Linked DNA regions of Ovis aries: region 1 is linked to region 2. Evidence: chromatin contacts called from public Hi-C data. All regions are on one chromosome and are shown on one strand. Each heading gives the region's core, a stretch centred on a gene start, on an enhancer-like site or on the middle of the called end of the contact. The rest is flanking DNA. Distances are from core to core; before and after follow the strand shown. Region 1 holds the start of THBS1 (thrombospondin 1). Region 2 has its middle 480 kb from the start of THBS1.

Region 1 (2,974 bases), core at 408-2,907, 480 kb after region 2:
GACTTTCACGACAGGAATCTGATTTGACTAATCATCCAATAGAGGTTTTTATTTCTGTCTCCCAGCATGTGAAATCTGTCAGGTTTAGCAACTACTTAAGCAACAAACAAACAGCTGTCTTAAGAACATACTTGTCATCTTCTAGAGGTGTTTGCTGTGTACTGAGTAACTAGTAAACACTCCATCACCCACATGACCCTTGTCACACAACACTCCCACCCAAGAAAAGTGAAATTGCCAGTTGGATGAATGTTTACACACTTGTGGGTGTTGGGAATCCGGCCAGGTGTGAATGCTAAGGAGGGAAGTGAACCCTAGGGATTCCCCTGGCCGGTGACTGAGATCCTTATTTGGTGAAGCTACTACCTGCGCCCTGGGTCCCAGGGCCAGCCTGATAGCCTGGGATCACAGCAGGGGAAGTGCGGCTGCTGACGTCCCAGCCGAAGAGATGAATGGAATTCCAGGCAGCTGGAGTCATGCTGGCTTGGGACGGTGGCTTGGACACCAAACTTCCAATGACAGAAGCATTAAGCAAGCGGCAGCACTCACGGCAGTTGGTGCACCCACAGAAATGCAACCCACACCTCAGTTTCGGGAGCCTAAAAATGAAAAGAACGTTCAGGGAGGAGGGGGGAAGGAAATAAAATGATAGGAAGAAGGTAATTTATTACTCCATGAGTCTATTCTGTAAATAGTTCAAGACCCTGGAGCCAGATGGTGCTGCAAATCCTCCAACCAGGAGTCACGTTAAGCAGCACGAGTGGGCACAAAAAACTGTTTTTCAAGACACAATTTCCAATTTGGCTTTAGAACAGTGGGTAAGACTAAGTTTCCTTAACATTCCTGACTAGAAAGAAGCTGTCCGCTCACGTCCCCTTGATCAGAATTCGCACATCGCCCCCAAGCGGCCAGCGGTGGAAGCGCCGCAGCAATTGGGAGATGGCACTTTCCCGGGGACTCGGGCGGCAAGCCCCTGCGGAAAGGCTGCCCCGACGCACGTGGGAAGCCGAGCCCGGTACCCGCACTGCTGGCCAGTGCGACACCCACTCACGTCCATCGGGGGACAGGCGGAGGACAAGCGCGGGGCGAGGGCGGGGGCGCGGCGCTAAGCGGGTTCCGTGGTCCCCACCCCACCTGGATGGATGGACGAGGGTCAACAAGTACCCAAGAGGGAACTCCTTCAACTACTGATTCCCTCTTGGTCCCATTTACCCCGTTGGGCTTATTTTTTTCTGTACAAACGGGTTCGCTCCCCAAGTGTCCACCCTTCAGCCGTCGCGCAGGCATTCAAGGGGACGAGTTTGCCTGAAAGCCTCTCTAAGGGTCTTGGGCTGGGTGGCTAGGGCCCTGTCGGCTCGGGATGCGCGCACAGGGTTTGGGCAGCTCGGCGCCAGAGCCGAAGTGCTGAGCCCGTGAGCGCCAAGGCCGCGTGGGCGGGCACCTATTTTTCTGAGAAGTTCCAGTGCTCCTAGGCGCCGACCCCCGCCGCCCCCCTTCCACCTTCTAGCTGGAAAGTTGTGCGCCAGGCAGCGGGGGGCGGAGAGAGGAACCCAGACTGGCCCCCCTCCCGCTTCCTGCCCCGCGGCCTCCCATTGGTCAGAGGAAACCCCAGGAATGTGAGCGCCCCTTTAAAAGCGCGCGGCTCCTCCGCTCCGCCAGCCACTGCACTCGGGCCGGCCGCTGAGAGCCCACCCTGGCGAGCTCTCCCAGCCGCAGCCTCCGAATCCACGGCCTCCACCCCGCGCCTCTCCAGTTCTCTATCCCGTCGCTGCGCCCTTGTTGCTGGCCCCGGCCGCTACATCCGCGTCCGCACAGGTAGGACTCCCGGGCGGCCGCCGAGGACGAGTGCTGCCCTGGCCAGCCACCTGGAGCTCCCAGGCTTCAGCGCCTCCGGAACCCCGGATCTAATAACTTTCTGCCTTCCCCGTACTGTCGCGGATCTAATAACTTTCTGCCTTCCCCGTACTGTCGCTCCCAGCCTCTGGGGACTCTTGTGGAAGGGCGCCAGAGCCATCCTCTCCAGCCTTGGGGTTCACAGACTAACCCACCAGAACACCCCAAAATTTTCTTTTCCCCAAGTCCTATCAGTGCTCTAGAAAAGGACTGTGCCTCCCTGCGCCCCTAAACTGCATCTCCTGGTCTAGTGTTTACCCTTAACTTCTCAAGGAAAAACCCCTCTCCAGTGGTTGATCTTGCCCCCACCACCTCTTTAAAGCGGTAATCTCCCCTCAACTCTTACTTTCTTCCTGATGCTCTCTCCAAAGTAAATACGGTTGCCCGTCCTTCCAGCAAATGTGGGCCCAAAAGGGGATCCCCAGGGGCCCCAGCCCCAAGGCCAGCCAGGTTTTGCCCACACTCCCTGCTGGGCAGCCTCTGACCCTGGGCTCTGTGCTCCTTGCTGCAGGTTCCTTGCTGGGCACAAATAGCTCCACCATGGGGCTGGCCTGGGGACTCGGTGTCCTGCTCCTCGTGCATGCCTGCGGCTCCAACCGCATTCCAGGTGAGTCTGTATAATACCTTGTGTGGGGGGAGGGAAGAGGAGGAGGTCGGGTTACCCCAGGTGCACTTCCCTCCCTGTGTACTCCTCTCTCAGCTGCTTCTCCCCTGAGCCCTGAGCAAACCTCAGGCTGCCGGTTTCCTCTGACTGCCCTTTATTTAGCTCTTCCAGTGGCTGTCAAGAGCTTTCATTCCAGCCCTCTGCCTCACCCCCTCCCCCAACCCAGGGCGCTCACCATGTGTCCTGCTCTTGTCTAACAGAGTCTGGGGGAGACAACAGTGTGTTTGACATCTTTGAACTCACCGGAGCTGCCCGCAAGGGCTCTGGGCGCCGACTGGTGAAGGGTCCTGACCCTTCTAGCCCAGCTTTCCGCATCGAGGATGCCAACCTGATCCCCCCTGTGCCTGACAAGAAGTTCCAAGACCTAGTGGATGCTGTGCGGGCGGAGAAAGGTTTCCTCCTCCTGGCTTCCCTGAG
Region 2 (3,340 bases), core at 260-2,759:
GACTGGAATAAACATTTTTCTAAAGAAGATATACAAATGACCAACAGACACTTGAAAAGATGCTCAACATCACTGATTGTCATGGAAATGCAAATCAAAAGCACAGTGAAATACCACCACACAGGTGTCAGAATTTCTAATATGAAAGAGATAATATATAAGAAGTGTTGGCGAGGATGTAGAGAAAGGGAACCTTGAGCAGTATTGGTAAGAATAGAAATTGGTACAGCTACTGTGCGAAAGAGTATGGAGATTGCTCAAAAAAATTAAAGCAAGAACCACTGTGCAATCCAGCAATTCCAATTCTAGGTATTCTTTCAAAGAAAATCAGAACACTAACTCAAAAAGACATCTGAACCCCTATGTTCAGATCAGCATTATTCACAATAGCCAATATATGGAAGCAACCTAAGTGTCCACTAATAGATGAATTGATAAAGGTGTGGTATAGGTGTGTATATATATATATATATATATACACACACACCCACACACAGGCAAACACACACACAATGTAATATCACTCAGCCATCAAAAAAAATAATAAAATCTTGCCATTTGTGACAACATGGAATAAGTGAAGTCAGACAGAGAAAGACAAATACCATATAACTTCACTTATATATGGAATCTAAAAAACAGATAAAATTTAGAAAAACAAAACAAATGAACAAACGTAACAAAGCAGAAATAGAATCATAGATACAGAGAACACATACGTAGTTGCCAGATGGGAGGTTAGTGGAGGGATGAGAGGAATAGATGGGAAATTAAAAGGTAAAACTTCCAGTTAGTTACAAAAGAAGTGAGTCACAAGGATGAAAAGTACCTTATGAATGATATAGTCAATAATAATGTAATAGCTTTATAAGGTGACTAGATTTGCAAACATTTTCTTAAAAAAAGAAAAAAAATATTCCCAGTTATTCTAATAAGCAATTAGTTTTGGAAATGGCCGAGAATAACTCCTGGGGAAGCAAAATACTAAACATTAGTCGAATACAAAGCAAAATACAAAAAACTTAACAATTCTAGTGTCAGAAGGTTTATTTCACATTGAGCAACATATTCTAGAAAACAAGTAGACCCAGGAAGAGGACATTTCAGTCACATAAAGTCACATGTCCCTGCCTGGGTGATCAGATGGAGAATAAGGATTCAGTCCAGCAAGAGCCACCTGCCCTCTCTCAAGTGCAGGCTGCAGCTGAAGAGACAATAATACAGCTGTGGAATATCATCAGAGAGTCCCTTTACCCACATTCTTGTCCTGATGAGTCACTCGGTGGAAAAAAAGTATGTAACTGTTGTGTACTGAATCTCAGCCTCTGAAATCAGGCAGCGAATCAATTCACTTTAGAGAAGGGGCAAAATCCCTCTCTCCTGCCTTCTGTAGTGGAGGTGACCCAGTCCTCGGCTCCCCATGCCCCTCCATGCCAAGTAAGCAGGCTGTGGGGTTCCTGGTAAAGAGAAGTTTTCTTCTTTGAATCAAGCTAGACTGATGTGAATTGTGAAACGTCCAAACAACTTTGCAATGCTCTCTGCTTAACAATGCTATACTATGTTATCCTGACAAAGGGCTATGCAAAGGCTAAAATAAAATCAGTGAGTCCCAATTCATCCAGTAAATGTACTTTGGAGATCTCTGATCTAGCTCACTCAATTAAACCATTGTTAGCAAAATCAGTTAGGATTTTGTCTTGTATTTGTTCTGTCACCTTGAGGGTTTATTCTTAAAAATGACTGTTTTGAAGAAAATTACCAGGTGACCTCCCCCCTAAAAATCCAAACTGATTTATTTATTTTTTATTGAGTTGCTATTGCCTACTCAACAGCTTCATTTGGATGTCTAGTAGGCAGCTCAAATTTAACATGCTCTCCACTAAATTCTTGAGTTCCTGTCCTGTAATCCAAACCTGCATTTCCGCCCATCTTTCCATTTCACAAGTACTCACTATTCACCATTATGACTAGGTAAAAAACCTAGAAGCTTTTCTTAACTTGTCTCTTCTCTCACACTCAATGTACAATTCATCAAGCCATTATTTTCTCTTACCTAGTGTAGTTGATGCAATTCTGCACTGCTCAGATAGCTCTCTTTAGGACCAAAGTATGCATCCCACCTTACTTCCAAGGAAGTATGGGGCAGATGATATCAGCTATCCCATCACTGGTCACCCTAAAGTTGGCACAATGGGTGTATTAATGGGATGCCCATGGTCACAGGAATGGAGGCTATGCTTGGGGCCAACAGTACAGGATTCCATTCATCAAGACTGCTGTGCCTATTGCTGCCACTGAATTTACAATCTGCTAGGAATAAAGAACAAACCTGAGTCTCTAATGCAGCACTAGTCCTTGACAAGACGAATCAGTCACATGTTGGCAAGTTAACTACACTGGTTCCCTTCCATCCAGAAATGGGTATGACTCCCTTGACTGGAATTAATTCATATTCTGGTTATAGGTTTGCGTTCCCTGTGTGCTAGGTCTCAGCCGGTACCAACTATTCAAAGAAACAAGAGTTTGACCCACCAACATGGAATCCAGCATCACATGGCAGCAAATTAGGGAATCCATTTCATAGCACAGAGGTTAACAGTAACAAGCTGACCTTGAAATGTGCTTTACTGTTGGCTGAACTGGATTAAATCCCAGCACTGCTAATTACTATGCTTGGGACCACAGGCTCCACCGGATCTATCACATGTCACAGTACCCAGAGACATCTGGTTCGATAGAGCTATGGAAGCTCTATCTGTCCTTGTGAAGGTGCAACTCTGGAGCCAGCCTAAAGATAAGGAAGACACACATACACCTTAAATCAATCTTTGTTATGTGGTGCCATATTATCAAAAAGGAACATACACGGATTCGGGAAATAGATCACATAAGTAAGAGTAACTCTGCTTCCCTGTCAGTGACCCACTTGAGGAATCTGTGCTTCTCATCAATACAACTAAGGTTTTGTGGATATGGAAGTCATGTTTCTCAGAGAAGGGACATTTTTACCAGTGAACATAAGAGTTTTATTAAGTCTTAAGGTAAAGTTGCTACTTAGTCACTTTGGGTTCCTTGGTCAAGAGATCAACAGGTTAGGAAAGGAACTGCCATCCTAGTAGATCTAAGTGAAACTGATTAGGGTAGAAATGGATGTCAAGAGCAATAAGCGTCCTGCAGAGGTGCCAGTAGTGAGAAACTTCAAATGGGAACATTTCTTTGCTCTGCAAAAATTAAGTTCTGTTTTAGGATGTCTCTTTTTGGAAGGTGAAAGAAAGTTTCATTAACGAAGAACAATAACTTCCATATAATATGTGCTTACTCTGTGTTTGGCACCATGTAA

What was found. A called contact is a pair of places that touch in the nucleus more often than the background predicts.
Region 1: a contact with region 2 is called in a Hi-C map of tail adipose tissue, with 4 times the contacts expected there. The contact joins the promoter of THBS1 here to the enhancer-like site in region 2. A contact is called at or near these places in 3 of 16 Hi-C or Micro-C datasets (hypothalamus and tail adipose tissue).

What each region holds. Positions count from the first base shown.
Region 1 is chr7:33,432,474-33,435,447 of ARS-UI_Ramb_v3.0, forward strand. It overlaps THBS1 (thrombospondin 1), which reads left to right and starts at 1,658. Exons shown (of 21, transcript XM_060418583.1): 1 at 1,658-1,815; 2 at 2,405-2,500; 3 at 2,758-2,974. The coding sequence starts at 2,434.
Region 2 is chr7:32,956,877-32,960,216 of ARS-UI_Ramb_v3.0, forward strand. No RefSeq gene overlaps it. Among named protein-coding and RNA genes, the nearest start is that of THBS1, 480 kb to the right of the region's middle. Within about 2 kb of position 1,510, at least 10 of the 54 cell types and tissues checked have an H3K27ac peak or open chromatin away from gene starts, as enhancers often do. A contact at or near this core is called in tail adipose tissue, where this site is marked.